Linked DNA regions of Ovis aries: region 1 is linked to region 2. The links are chromatin contacts, called in public Hi-C maps. All regions are on one chromosome and are shown on one strand. The core of a region is the stretch at or near the end of the contact, and the rest is flanking DNA. Distances in the headings are between cores, read along the strand shown.

The links. A called contact is a pair of places that touch in the nucleus more often than the background predicts.
Region 1: a Hi-C map of hypothalamus shows a contact between it and region 2, with 3 times the contacts expected there. The contact joins the enhancer-like site here to the promoter of CD58 in region 2. A contact is called at or near these places in 6 of 16 Hi-C or Micro-C datasets (hypothalamus, muscle, omental adipose tissue and 2 more).

What each region holds. Positions count from the first base shown.
Region 1 is chr1:93,982,518-93,987,209 of ARS-UI_Ramb_v3.0, reverse strand. The region is part of intron 7 of IGSF3 (immunoglobulin superfamily member 3); the gene reads left to right. Among named protein-coding and RNA genes, the nearest start is that of CD58, 46 kb to the right of the region's middle. Within about 2 kb of position 2,054, at least 6 of the 54 cell types and tissues checked have an H3K27ac peak or open chromatin away from gene starts, as enhancers often do. A contact at or near this core is called in hypothalamus, where this site is marked.
Region 2 is chr1:93,936,481-93,940,827 of ARS-UI_Ramb_v3.0, reverse strand. CD58 (CD58 molecule) reads left to right here and starts at 2,248. Exons shown (of 7, transcript XR_009597210.1): 1 at 2,248-2,339.

The sequences.
Region 1 (4,692 bases), core at 805-3,304, 47 kb before region 2:
GCTCCGAGAGATCAGGACTCGCCAGAGTCCAAAAACTGGGAAATAGGGGTGGGAATCCAGGTATGAATGTCATTCAGAAGCAGTTGGGGTGGATGATAAAGGGAGACTTTGGCCTTTTTTAGACCGTATCAGAAATGATCCTTTCTTGAGCTCCCCTGGTGGTCCAGTGGCTAGAATTCTGTGCTTCTACTGTGGAGCCTGTGCTTCCACAGGTTCCGTTCCTGATCAAGGAACTACGATCCTGTGTGCTGCATAGCACACCCCGTCCCAACCCTGCCCCCCCGCGCCAAATCCTTTCTGCATTCAGTTAATCTCATTTACCGAAGCAGTTTCTCTTTGTAGAGTGCTGTGTGGAGGTGTTTCAGCACTGGTGACGGAAGAAGTAACTGCAGTAGTGATAGCAGCTGATCTCTATTGAGCATTTCTTGCGTGCCCATCACCACCCTGAATGCTTTATATGCAATAATGCTCTTCATTCTTAGTCCATGCAGTTCCACGAGGGGGTGCTGGTTTCACCCGTTTTATAGGTGAGGACACTGACACAGAGGGTAAATAAATTACCCAGCGATCCATAATAAGTGGCGGAGGCAAGATTCAAATCCAGACAGGCAGTCTGGCTCCAGAGCCCAGGCTCTTAATTTAATTCTATTATAGTATTGCCCCCGCCCCCCCGCCTCAGGAATCTTCTTTGGTAACATATACTTTGATTTAATCCACCCTCTCTCTCAGGTTTACCATCCCTGAACCCCTTTAGCAGACTGTTAAATTTGTTTTCTTAAACTGGAATCACAAAGTCTCTGTAGAGGTTCCTCCAGACACAATTTGCTCATGGTGAAGGAGTTTAAATTGGGCCTCCTTGAGCACCTCTGTTTCTTCTCACTTCTGCCACCAGATGGCTCTAAGGCCTGGGACACCAGAGCTCAATCCAGTGCTGGCTTCTCTTCTTTTTACTCTTCTTCCACGTCTTGCCTCTCAAACCATGGATTCTTAACCCTGCTCTGGTGTTTTCCACAGGAACATCATCGTCCCCCTGCCCGGCCTTTTAGAAGATGCTTTTGTTGAATATGCTTGTTCTAACAGCATGACGTAGAAACCCAGGGACTGTTGGCTCACTCATGGAGGTCCTTTTATCAGCCCTCTACAGCTGGTGTCACCTGCTCCCAAGAAGACTGTGTGCTTTGTGCCCTAGACCAGTCCTTGTCAGGGCCCCTGACTGACCGGGCCGCACCGCGGCTCTTTGTTTCTTTGAAATCCCTGGCTGGATGGCATGATAAACGTGTGGATCCAATCGCTGACCATTCCCGAGGTGCACTTCATGTTCCAAAGGCACATCCATAAGGGCTTCTTCAAGGAATCCCGTCACCCTTCCTGTCTTGTTGATTTAGCGTAGCCTTTACTACCATTGAAAGCAGATGTGACACCACAGGGGCATTAAGCAGGACTCTTAAGCTAGTTCAGCATATTTGATTCTTAGCTCTTAATCACTTATTTTTCCTTTTAATTTTGAAGCATTGCTTTGCTTCCTTCTGATTTTCTTTAGCACCCAAAATACCCTCCAATTACATATTCCTAAATACAGAAGCAATAAGGGAAATGTCAGCACTCATTTTCCAAATATTTACAACCGTATCTTGGTCTGGCTGTTAAATATTGCGCATTAAAATTGACAAAGCAATAAACAAGCTTCTAGGAGGACAGCCTCCGGTGTAGAAAGCTGACTTGTCAGTGGGTGTATTCTGCAGGGATTTTGCTGATGGGCAGTTGGGATGAATATTTAATACCCTCTGGATGCTGCCAAATCCGTTTTCTCCAATTTCTTATTGCTGACCTGGCAGGTTGGGCGAGCTGAGGGCTCTTTTCTTTGACTTCCTTGAGTCCGGGGCCTGTGACAGTGGCTGTGCCTGTCACAGGCTAGTAGGTGACAGGCTGTCCTGTCCTTCAGAGAGGTTGGCCCCTCCTTTCTTTCAGGAGAACCTGAGGCTCTCTTTCCATCTCGTGTGCCTGTGGCTTCTGCCCAGTGGGTGTTGAGAGCAGGAGCGAGCATGAGAGCAAGCGCCCTGGAGGAGCCCCGGCCCTCCCCCTGTGCCTCGGGCCTGGTTGTCATGGTTACACCGGGTACACCCGTTTGGAGCCAGTGAGCAAGGGTCAGTGCTCTATCTGCAGACAGGTAAGGCAGACAGGGCATGTCTAGGTTACCCTAATTAGCTGTTTCTACCTCCTGACTTTTGCTGGTTTCTCCTTGCCCCTCCCTCCCAGTGCCTTCTACGAGCATGTTTGAGCACCTGCTGTGTGCCACCTTCTGTGCTGGGTGCTGTAGCTGCACTGATGGGTGTGTCACAGGGCTTGCCTCTCAGGCTGGCCAGAGGCTAGTCCAGGGGGTAGGCACAGGGTTGAGCGGAGAATCAGTTTGCATGGGGGTGGGTGGCAGGAAGGAGCAGCACAGCTTTCAGGCTCAGAGTTGTGAGTAAAGAACATCACAAGGGAGGCAGCAGCGTGCTTGTGACTGAAGCCTAGGGTTGGGGAGAGGTTGGGTTGGCAGGGGTCAGGGGAGCCCCACTTCTACAAGACAGCGTGGAGTGTCAGAGTTCATGAAGGTTAGAAGCAAGGACAGAGCAGACAGCCTGGGTTTGAATCTTGGCCCTACCACTTATCAGAAGTATGACTTTGAGCAAGTATTTTTATAGAACTGGGGATGATAATATTTATTGCATAGGTCTGGTGAGGACCAGATAGTTAATATTTATAAAAGGCTTAGAGCACTGCTTAGCACATAGAAAGGCTCGCATAATTGTGTGAAGTAAGAATATTCTAAACTGGGCAGATAAGACTTGGGACTGCACTTATTATGTTCTCCTTTTTTTAATAACAGTTTGTAGTAGTCCCTTTCCTACTCTAAAATAAAATTCATGGAATCCTTAAGAATTGTTGCTGTTGTTGTTCACTGTTGTTCAGTTGCTCAGTCGTGTCCGACTGCTTGCTACCCCATGGACTGCAGCACTTCAGGCTTCCCTGTTTGTCCTTCACCAGCTCCCGGAGTTTGGTCAAACTCATGTCCATTGAGTCAATGATGTTACAATGCCCTTATGGTGGCAGAATGGAGAAATTTTTTTAGTAGTTTGTAATAAAGCAATAAACTCTAACATGTCAGTGCTCGGGGGTGGCGACTGTGGGAGGATCGGTCCCCAGTTCCTGCTGCTGCCAGGCAGAGGCCCTGCTCCCCACCCCCTTGCTCCGCCTGATTGTGTCAGTGCTCGGGGGTGGCGACTGTGGGAGGATCGGTCCCCAGTTCCTGCTGCTGCCAGGCAGAGGCCCTGCTCCCCACCCCATTGCTCCGCCTGATTGTGTCAGTGGTGCCACTTCTGAGCAGCACTGCTGTCTGGACCGGTTTCCAAGATCCTGAGCAACTCGTGAGATAACGCTGAACAAAGCAAAGGAAACCCTTCCCTTGATTTGCCTAGCATATGTTAAAGCTGTGGAAAAAAACAAAAAGTATCGTGCTGATAGCAAAATGAAAAGTGCTAGGTACTAGCCACCAAGTTTTCACTTCAATTAATGTCATGTGAAAGTCACACGAGACACGAGGCAGAGACCTCTTGCAGAGTCAACCCAGGTTGGTTTACAGAATCTACTGGCTTTAGGCCATCTCATATTCTGTACCCTCCCTCCGCCGCCCTCCCCCAACCTCAATTTCCCTGGTGTCCCTGAGAGCATTGCTGTCCTGTTGAGAACTGCAATGTGGGGAGCGACAGGCAGGCCCTAAGCTGGGAGCAGCGAGGTCCTGTCTGCAGCCTAGGAGGCTCTCCCTGGTGAGACTGAGGCTGGAGTATAAGGTCTGAGAAGGAGACAGTTAGGGGCTCAACCAGTATGAGCACGGGGAGGGAAGGGAGGGATGCTAAGGTGGTATTAAGGCTGTAGGGACTCTAAGGTGTGGTAACTGCTGACTAGCAGGTGCCTTTGCCCCCTCCTTTCTGTTTATGGGGGTTGGGGGAAGTTGGTTGCAGAAGTTTCTAGCCGTAGTGTTTTGTTTTAACTTACTTATTTTTCTCTGAGTTGGGTCCGTTGCTTTGTGAGGGCTTTCTCGTTTGGTGGGCAGGCTTCTCATTGTGGTAGCTTTTGTTGGAGCACAGGCTCTAGGTGCACGGGCCTCAGTAGTTGCAGGCTTCTGGCTCAGCAATTATGGCGCAGGGGCCTAGTTACTCCGAGGCATGTGCAGTCTCCCCAGACGAGGGATTGAACCCGTGTCCCCTGCATTGGCAGGCAGACTCTTATCTACTGCCCTGCCAGGGAAGTCCCCCTCCTTCTTGAAGATGGATAGGATTTGCACATGCGTGCATACAACACACACACACACACACACACACACACACACACACACACACTTCTCCTGCAGCCCTTCCTTCATTCTCTCCCAGTCTCCTGGCTGACTTACGTCCCTCAATTTGAAAAACCCTTGCTGTCCAGCTACTGCCCCCTGTAGTCCTAACATGACTGATGACTGTCACAGATCTCTAACAAAGACAGAGCCATCCCTCTCTCCTTCTGCTCCTCACTGCCTGTTTGCTGCCCTCTGGCTACTGCTCACGCTGCTGTGCAGAAACTGCTATCTCCAGAGTTACCTGCAGCCACCTCGGTGCCACACCAGTGATTCCTCAAATTTGGTGCATCAGAATCACCTGGAGGGCTCCTGAAACC
Region 2 (4,347 bases), core at 999-3,498:
ACACTGGCCACAGGATGTAAAATACATCCAGCCCTTCTTCTGGTGCCCAGTCCTCAGTAGGCCATCTGCCTGCTACACTGCAGATCCAGCCTTTCTGAGCCACGTTTGATTCATGAAGTCTGCTACCAGGCATATATAGGCGTATCTGAAAATGTTTGTTGGAACCACAGCATGTCTCTTAATGAAAGAGCTGGCATCATTCATTTGGCCAGAGACATGGCCAACCAAGGAAGACTTAATGAACCATTCCTTACCTGGTACTTGGAGACCATGACCTGGAGATGTTTCCCGGTCCCAGGTGACTTGGTGGTCCTTTACTTGTCCCTGCTCAGAGGGGGTTGAGAGCTTTTGCTGGCCCAGTCCAAACAGTAGTATAGCTGCCCGTCCTATACGAAAGGGTAAGAGTGGTGCTTTGGACTTAAGCTTGGTTGGACTCCCAGTTCTGTGCCTTGCTGTGTGTCCTTGGGCAAGTCATTTACCTTCTCTGATCCTCAGTTTCCTAATCTGTAAAAACAGGGACATCATTAAGATTAATGCAGGCAATGCACTTAACACAGGGCTTGAGTACTCAACAGATGTTTGCTGTTATATCACTTCCCAGTTCAAAACCTTTGAGGGGTTTTGAGGGGCTCCCCAGAGTTTAAAGTTCTGACTCCATCTTACCTTTCTAAGTTAAACTGAATTCTTGCCAGCCCAGAGTAGAGGAGAAACTTGACCTTCTCACTTTCTATGCTACACACTTGTACCTGCCTTATCGTACATTGGTCCCAGGAATTTCACAGATAGAGACACCTTTTACAATTTCATGGCTAATTTAAGAAATAATTTATGGATTCTTACAGTGTAGTTCAAGTATCTTGAGTGGTTTGGGGGTCCCCACCTGAGGATGATGGCAATCACAGCAAGAATAAAGCCCATTTCCACTCTTTCACAACTGGCAAACAGGTTGGTGTTTGTTAGGACAACAGAGGGTCCAGTTCATGAGTCCAGTTCATGGGAGGAGTTTCCTGCCCACATAGTAAGGAAGAGTTCCCTGAGCCTCAGTGGCTGAGCAGAGGTCACTCTGGTGCTTCTGTCTGAAAGAAAAGGAGCTGTCAGGGAAGCCCATGCCAGGAGCTGGTTCTGGGAATACAGTAGTAACTGAGCCTGGGAGCAGGTGGATTTGAGGCAAGAGGACTAGTCAATAAGATAGAGATTTCAAGTCCCTACTGCAGCTCGAGGGACAGAGATTTGGGGAGGCCAAACACTGAGGGAGTGAACAGGTCTGACTCCTCAGCCTGAGGGTTAGGAGGAAGAGTGAAACAGAGCAAATGGAGAAGGGAGAAACCCGAGGCTGGAAATCCCAGCTCTGAGTAGGGGAGTGCTGGGGTGGGAGTCAGTCTTAAGGAAAAGATGACTGCCCTGCAATGAGGAAAGGTAGGCACTTGAGAGGGGTGGGGAGGTTGGGGCTGCACCAGGGAACTGTACACATTCTAGCAGTTGTCTAGCATGTCCCATTTCCTTTCGTTTTAGTATTTGATTGCCTTCTCCGAGTATTTGAGGAAAGAGTGCTTCAAAGAGGCTGTTTTATCTAGAGTCATCAATGGGGCATGTGTGCTACTCGCTCAGTCGTGCCCGACTCTTTGCGACCTCATGGACTGTAGCCCGCCAGGTTCCTCTGTCCATGGGGTTCTCCAGGCGAGAATACTGGAGCGGGTTGCCGTTCCCTTCTCCAGGGAAATTTTCCCGACCCAGGGATTGAACTCGGGTCTCCGGCATTGTGGGCAAGTTCTTCATCGTCTTAACCTGCAGGCAAAACTTCCGCGCTGCTGCAGCTGCTGGAAAGCGCTGGAAGAATAAAGCGCTTCGGAACCTCCGTGTCCCACCGGAGTTCTCCTGTCACCTCCCGCCCAGTGGGACGCAGCTTTCGGGGACCGACAGTCCGATACCTCCAGCTGCGGGGGCGCCTCCATCGCGTTCCTAATGCCAAGGAAAAGTGCGAGAGGAACGAGGATAAACCTGGTTGTAAAAACGCACGCCACTTTTGCTAAAGAGCTCCACAGAGCAAAGCGGGTGGCTGCGGAATGGCAGGAACGACTGGGACCCGAACTTAGTCCGGGAAAAGAGGAAAGGGCCGGCGCCCAGACTGCATCCGGTGCCAGCCCGCCGCGGGGGAGGCGGGGCGCGCGAGGCGGGGCGCGGGGCGGGGAGCGCAGTGGGGCTGGCTCTCCGGCAGGCCCAGGCCGAGTTGTGCGGCTGCGACCCATTAGCAGAAACTGCCTGGACCGCCATGGCCGCAGGGAGTGCCCCTGGGTGTGCCCTGGGGGCCCTTGGACTGGTCTGCCTGTTCCTCAAATTGGGTGAGTGGAGGCCTCCTCCGGGAGCCCACAGGGACCGGTAGCGCGAGGTGTCAGTGGCCCCCGGGCTCCGGGCCCGGTGGACGGGCGCGGCCCAAGGCGGCTGCAAGTTCGGGTGGCGAAGGTGGCGGGGGGCACGCGCGCGGGACCTGGTCGTGTCATCCACAAATCACCATAGGGTGGTCAGTAAGAAACTTGCTCCTCAGGCTCTGAGGTCTGGGAAAAAGAAACCAGACTCCGGCTCGTTCTCCTTCCCTGCGCTCTTCCCTCCCTTTGGGAGTCCTTCTTAACTCCCACGATCCCCGAACCCCGCTTGTCTTCCACCCCGTGTTTTTCTGGAAGGGGTGCCTTTTCTGCGCGACCCCAGTGACTAAGTTACCACTTCCCGAGACGCCATCGTCCAGAACTTGAGCAGATCTTTTTTTTTTTACTGCTTCCGCAGCCCTCGAGCTTGTCCGGGGCGGGCCTCCCCACTGGCAGTGGATCGCGCTGTGTGCGCGCGCGCCGGCTTCTGCGCTGGGATGGGCGCCCCGCGGCCAAAGCCAAGTGCAACCGCGCCTGTCCCGCGGCCGCGCCCTGGGCTGATGGCGGTGGTTCAGAATCGCCTCGCAACAGGAACGAGTGGGCCTCGATTCGGAGTTTCTAAGTAGTGTGGCTGGTGCTGCTTTCCCCTCCCTTCGGAACAGAAAAGGAGGAATGTGTGAGTGTCTAGGACTGTGTTCCTCCTTTTCACACTTCTTCAGTTAAATTGTCACAACAGCCCCATAAGATAGGTATCTTTGTCTCCATTTTTTTACCTCCTCACCCACATCATCAACCTCTTCCCACACAGGCTCGTAGTTAAGTCATAGCCAAACCCCTGGAGCATAGTAACAGCCCCCTTAATTAGTACTGGGAAAATCCCCCTGCTGGCCCTTTAGCACACACATCTGATCAGCCTTTCCTCTCCACTTTGCGTTCAGAGTGTGTTGAGTGCCTGTGGAGGCATGCGTCTATGGAATACAGCCTGGGTGGGGGTCGTCGTGGTGGGTGGGGGTCGACATGTGCTCAAAAGTACCTACAGTGTAAGGCACAGAAGTAAATGTTGTAAGAGGTAAATATAAAGTGCTGCGGGTGTGCAGAGGGAAGAGAGCCACATCTTTGGTGAAATCAAATATCTTTCGTGAAGGAAAAACTTCCTGGAAGGGAGGGTGTGTGAACCTAGCCTCGGAGGACAGGTGGTATCATGCCATGATGTGGGAAAAGGTGCCAGGAGGAGGAGATCAAGAAAGAAAGAGGAGGAGAATGTAGAGGGAAAACTTTGGCAGTAGGGAGCCATCAGTGTCACTGGAGAGTCGGTGTGCCCGTGGGATCTTGAGGCCCCATGGGGGACCCCGAAAGTCCCCTTTGGGAGCTGGGATTCTCTCCTGCAGGCAAAGCAGACCTGTTTCTGGGCCTGACAGGAGCAGACCCATCCACTTAGAATAATCTGGCAGCAGTGAAGAGAAAAGATTGTAGTTGAGAGGGATTGGAGGCAGAGGGGGCCAGGACAGGTACCATCACAGGCGCCAAAGGCTGTGAGGGTTTCATAGGCCAGAGCTGTCAGCACGAGGAAGAAGCACATACCGAGGTTGAACGGATGAGGTAATTCCTTCAGATGTGCAGGTCTCTCCCTGGTCTCAGAAGGCAACTTTGGCCACCACTGCCTGTTGCTATGCTCTTTTCCACTGAAAACAGTCTACCGATCTAGCCACACCTTTTCTAGGAAGACTCTCTAAAAACAGTCCCCTCATGATGGTCTCTCCCACCTAATTCATTTATTTATTCAGAGGTCATTTGGTTCTGCAGACATGAATATTACCTACTCTGAATAGGCTTTGCGCTAAGGAAAACTCTATAGCTCTGCAGATAGTGAGCCCTTTGGGTACCAAGCCGGTCTCAGTGGGGAAAGCTGCCTAACTGACTAACAGTATTGGATCTCAGATCCTGGCCCCGCCCCTCACGGTTAAAACTTCTGTAAGTTACCTCACTT